2 separate regions of the Triticum aestivum genome follow, and region 1 is linked to region 2. The links are chromatin contacts, called in public Hi-C maps. All regions are on one chromosome and are shown on one strand. Each heading gives the region's core, a stretch centred on a gene start, on an enhancer-like site or on the middle of the called end of the contact. The rest is flanking DNA. Distances are from core to core; before and after follow the strand shown. Region 1 has its middle 6.9 kb from the start of LOC123060013. Region 2 holds the start of LOC123060011 (receptor-like protein 4).

What was found. A called contact is a pair of places that touch in the nucleus more often than the background predicts.
Region 1: a Hi-C map of leaf shows a contact between it and region 2, with 3 times the contacts expected there. The contact joins the enhancer-like site here to the promoter of LOC123060011 in region 2. A contact is called at or near these places in 2 of 5 Hi-C or Micro-C datasets (both in leaf).

The regions. Positions count from the first base shown.
Region 1 is chr3A:32,191,288-32,194,089 of IWGSC CS RefSeq v2.1, reverse strand. No RefSeq gene overlaps it. Among protein-coding and RNA genes, the nearest start is that of LOC123060013, 6.9 kb to the right of the region's middle. Within about 2 kb of position 1,284, at least 6 of the 8 cell types and tissues checked have an H3K27ac peak or open chromatin away from gene starts, as enhancers often do. A contact at or near this core is called in leaf, where this site is marked.
Region 2 is chr3A:31,380,222-31,383,089 of IWGSC CS RefSeq v2.1, reverse strand. It overlaps LOC123060011 (receptor-like protein 4), which reads right to left and starts at 1,501. Exons shown (of 9, transcript XM_044482571.1): 1 at 1,274-1,501; 2 at 130-1,197; 3 at 1-8. The coding sequence starts at 1,355.

The sequences.
Region 1 (2,802 bases), core at 35-2,534, 810 kb before region 2:
TTTCATGAAAAGAAATTGAACTAATAGATCTATTGGTTGCCAATGTGAGTCCACATGTACTCAACCAAGTCATCCCGGAGCTGCATATGAGTATGCCAATCACGTATTTCATGATAGAATGAGGTGAATTGTTCAAACGTTGCCGTTTCTCGGTGCCCTGGCATAATATTTTCACCCTGAAAATCAAACCCTTGGTCGTAGCACGCTTATCCTTCACGATCATGTTGTGCATGATCACACAAGCAATCATCACCTGCCAAAGCTTCTCCGTGCTCCATGTTAGTGCGGGGTGTCGAACGATACTGCATTGAGATTGAAGCACACCAAAAGCACGCTCTACATCATTCCTAGCACTCTCTTGCATTTGGTAAATCTCTGTCTCTTCTCTCCTTGCGGACTGGGTATTGTCTTCACAAGAGTTGACTACTAAGGATAGATACCATCAGCTAGATAGTACCCCTTGCTGCAATGGTGGCCATTGATCTCCAAGTTGACTTCTGGGAAGTGGCCTTCTGCAAGCCTGGCAAACACCGGAGAAGCTAAAGCAGTGGTCGTGGTTTGGACTGTCGGGCAAGACAGCGAGGAGGCGGTCGGCAATGGGCGGTGGTGGCGGCTATGGCGGGCGGGGGAGGAGGGCAGGCCTCATAGGGGTGAGAAAATGAGCGTCTGTGTCCTTGACAGGCGGGTCAGAGGAGGACAAGGGCGTGCGTCCCGCCCGTCCACAACATTGACACAAACGGGGCCTAAGTTTGGGCCATAAATGGGTCGGAAGTGAATCGAAAACAAATATTTTTCCGTTTGCTCCCGCGTGTTGGGTCGTGTTTTTTGTCTGTTTACCCTTAAACCGACACGGCCGGGCCATTGGGGTTAGTGCGTGGGAGTTGGCCCAAATAGTACTATGAGCGTGCATTAGTGAGGCAAGAGAGGATGACATGAGAGTGTGAATCGGCGCAAGTACGTTGTCGTATTGGCCTAGTACTGCTCGAACCTGGAGTTGGCCTATATTGACCAAGCCTAGATAGATGAGAATAAATATACTACTATGTCTCAGTGTACTACCAAAAGCAGCATGCCATGGCCTGTGACCGTACGCACAGAAGACGCCACCACCTACATAGTAGGAGTAGTAGATAGGTACAACAGTACTGCTAGTAGATTGATGCGGTGACTGTGACCGCGGTACATCCTCTTGAATTTTTCTGTCCGCCGCTATAGTTACAGTGAGTGCGAGCCCTTGTCGTGTACGCCCGTCTGGTACATATTAGAAAAGGACAAGCCTGACCCACACCAATTGCTACGTGTACACCGCCCATTACTCCAGCAGTCAGTCCTGCGAGACACGTACGTAATAGCTGCTGAGATTCTTTTTTCTCTTATATTATATATATGCTCAATTGAGTAGCAGTAAACTACAGCGAACAAAAGAAAAGCGAAATGGTAAATGGTACCCCCACCTATCCCAATTAATTAACACAACGTCTATGCCATGTGAGCAAGACATTGTATAGAGTCGCGTCAATTAATGTGGATATATAGGAAACAGTAGTAAAAACACATCGACGCAGTTGGTTCAATTACATATGTGTTTATGCACAGTTTGTTTGAATGTGTTTTATCTGAAATAATATTTTTTTTCTCTTTGAACCATAGACGGGTCCCAGAGCTTCTATCAATCACAAAATGGTAATCGTGTGAAGCTTTCAACAAGACTCGAAAGAGAGGAAAACACAAACATGTCCCTATTTTTTTTAGGAAGGACCCTAAATCGAGTTCAAAATCAGGTCCAAATTGCATCCTCTGCTCATATACACCCTTGGCATCACCGACACCACTTGAGATGGCAAGATCGCCGCCGTGCTATATAGCCAGTTGGAGCCAAAAAGGGTTTGGTGGACTCCAAGCCTAAACAGCCCTGCCTCCTATAAAGGCTCCATGTCGGGAGAAAGAAGATGAGTTGGCGCCGATAAGCTGTGGACATCGATGCTCCAATAGGCCACCCTTTGGCCAGAAGATACACCAGAGATGCATTGAAGACCGACTTTCGATCGCCACTAGCCGAAGATCACAACAAGTGTTGTAGTTCCTCTGCAATCGCCCATGTAGGCGAGCTACTTCCCAGTCGCCAGGATCTCGAGCTCCACCTCCCAGCTTCTCCAACTCCATCACGACGGCCACCAAATCAATGGAAGAAGGGAAGGCCTTGACCTAGCGAGCTTACTTAGGGAAACACTGGTTTTGCTTCCTTCGGTTGCACACTGTAGGAAGGCCGCTGATAGTCACCGTGGACAGCTCAAATACGGCAATGGCATGCTCCGACTCCAACATGACAATATATGCCCTAAATGCAAGACTCTGGCTAGACGTGATATGTACACATCTTAGCCATGCTCCTTTCCCTTCTCTTCTCCGGCAAGCAGAGCACATAGGGAAGTGGGTCGACCACTGTACATAAGTGACTCTTAACGGGGAACCCTATAGGAGAAGATATAAGGAGAGAAAAGAACACTTAGCCTATGATCTAAGCGGGGCCTAAACTATGGCACCTACAAAGTGAAACATTCTTTACCAACAAATTGAAATGATCTCAATTACGAAAATCGCGTGTGCAACGTCTATGCAATAATTTAAATCCCGGTTATCACGGTGAGGTCCAACCTTTTATGCTAACTATAGTGGAAGCTAGTATGAATCCCTATTAATATTTAGATGCAATAAAAATGATGTAGACCACATGAGTTGGAGAATTCTCCCATCTTTGTGAAACAGAACATGTACCGCTTTGTTAGAACATCGCTAACTAAC
Region 2 (2,868 bases), core at 252-2,751:
CGCAGCCGCTGCCAAAAACAGTGCAACATGCTCAGCGAATGTAGGCTGGTTTTTTATAGTGAAAATTGGAGAGCTCGATCGGCCCATCTTGTTCGGAGAATGCGCATAGAGTATCGAATTATAGGTTACCTTGGTGTGGCACCGTCCTTGTCTCAAGGGGCACCATTGCGTAATTCTCGAGCCCGCACAGAATCGGCCGTCCCACTACTGGCACAAGCCTGACGCTCATGGTGGAGCTGGTCAGGTTCTCCACAATGTATGTCCACTTGAAGGCCGTGAACCCTCCCACCTGCTTGAAGATGTCGATCCTGGTCACGTTCCTCCCGGCAAGCATTATGTCGAACACCCTCTGGCCAGGGGCCCTGACCCCGGCGTCGATCTCCGCGAAATGCAGCCAGACCATGTAGGACATCCTCGTGTCCACCGGCATCAGGTACTCGATCTCGTTGGAGGCGTCCCCGCCGGTGGTCACCGCCGACCTGTACATCTTGGTGGGGAAGTAATTGGGCGGCTGGTTGCTGCCGAAAATCTTCCTCCCACCGGCAGTAATGGCGTCGTAGGTGAGGTCGTTGTTCCGGAAATCTGTGCCGGCCTGCCACACCCTGGAGAAGGCGTCGGAGTCGTTGGTGAAGCCGGGGCCGAAGAGGCTGTTCCCGCAGGTGAGGCGGCCGTAGTTGACGAGGACGACGTCGGCGCCGGTGGTGGCGCCGTCGTAGGCGAGCGGGTGGACGGGGGCGACCTCGATGGAGGCGACGACGGGGGCGTCGGTGGAGAGCGAGTAGAAGCAGACGTCGGTGGCCTCTGCGTCGGAGGGGAAGATGAGGTCGGAGTAGGCCCCGTAGCGCGCGGCGGTCTCGGGCCACGGGGAGCGGAAGGAGAGCACGAGCGTGGCGGCGGCGGAGACGTCGAAGGACGGGGAGCGGAGCTTGGAGTCGTAGTTGTCGTAGACGGAGAAGACGCGGAGGTAGTAGCGGCCGGGGGCGAGCGGGAGGGAGTAGCAGGAGGTCTTGCCGGCGGAGGCGGGCGGGAAGAAGCGCAGCGTGCGCTCCTGCGGCTGCGGGAAGCGGTGCGGCTCGGCGACCATCCCCGCGTTGCCCCCCGCCGAGAAGAAGCGGTCCGCCAGCCAGCGGCGGCCGAAGGCCGAGGTGAAGTCCGCCGCGCCGCCGCAGTCGATGTTGTAGCTGTGGTTCGCCTGGGCTGCACGGGCAGAGAGAGCGTCAGCGTACAGCGGAGTATAATTTTGTTTGTAGCTAGCTGGATTGGAGGTGCTTACCGCCGGAGAGGAAGGGGTCGTCGGAGTCGCGGGCGGCGCCGGTGGCCGCGACGAGGAGTGGGAGCAGGAGGAGGAGCCGCATTGCCGCTCCCGGGGCTGGCCGGAGGAGCGGCGCGCGTCCCCTGGGCGGAGAATTTGGTGGGGAGTTTTAGGAGGGAGCGGGTGTGAACGGAGCTGCAGCGGAGTGGAGGAGACGTGGTGGTACCCTGGTACGTTGAACCGTGGAAGGAAGGAGACGAGGCTGGAAATGCTGGATCTGGCCGCGCTGGAGGATCGGACGGCGCTGCAGGCACCGCCGCGCCGCGCTATGGCCTCAACGGCCGCTCGATCAACGGTAAGTGGCGGACCCCAGCAGTAAAGAGGGAGGGGAGAGCGACGGTGCGATGCGAAGCTCTTTGACCCTTTTGCTTTTCACACCTCTCTTTTTACTCTCAACAAAGTCTCAGTTTGTTCCCTTTAGAAAGAAAGAAAAAGTCTGAATTTGTTTGTTTGGTCACGTGAGGAAGCGCGGTAAGGCTGGTCACAATGGGCAAGAACATAAGCCAGTAACTTACACACTTCTCTAGACTATGTTACTACCTCCATAGTGGGTAGGAACATCTATGTAGTGTCATGCAACGATGTATTTATTAGGTTATAGACTCAGTGTTTCTTGGAGTGTGTGATGTTCCGGTAACTTAGCTAGTTACCACAAGCACCTTTCTCTTCATTAAATATGTGCCACATAAGCAAAGTTGTATTGCAGTGTGTGATGTTACTCTTAAGTTCCTTCCCGTTGTGACCAGTCTAAATGAATGAGTAAAACCGGCAACGGGGCCAGCCTTCCATCCCATGGGCGGTGGTGATCACTCCGTTCGTATCGTACGGGGTGTTATTAATCTAGCAAGTCACGGGCGGGACGGAAGCACTGTTGGATTCGACTCGACTGCTCGTATTTGCAAGTGCTGCCTGTATGCAGACAAAAATTATTGCTACTTGAATTAGGTAGCGGACGTACGTACTCAGATTCGAGGGGTAGATGATGGCGAGAGATGCGTCCAAACACATACAGTGTGTGTGGGAGTGTAGCCTTCCCTTTGGGCCGCTGCGGTCACGGGGTCGGCTAGGCCAGCTGAGTGCCGCGGCAACTACCACCAAATCAGGCAATTAAGCGTGACGTATGGCGCATTTCCCTCCCCGCCCCGACCCGACTCGACCCCATCGCCGATGGATCTGGCTGGCTTGCCTGCTCCTCTCCTGCTCCCATCCGTCCACTCATTTCATCCTACGGCTGTTTTTTTTTTCTTTCTAATCTAATCATCTTCCCCCCGATTTTAAAGAATGGGACCGGGTCTTATTTTATTTCAATCAAACCATGCCACATATGCCGGAGCACGGATGGACGCACACCGAAGAAGCAGGCAAGTCTCGTCCATCGCCGATGGGAGGGCCCGGGCGGGCGGCTTCTCCACGGGTTCGTTCGTTCGTGCCGCGACGTGCGCAGTAATGCGCGGCGCGTCTGCCGTGGTTCGGGCTACACGTACGTACGTACGCGCGTGTACCTGCTAGTTCAGGAATCACGACCATAGTACAGCTTCACTTCCTCCGTAGTGTAT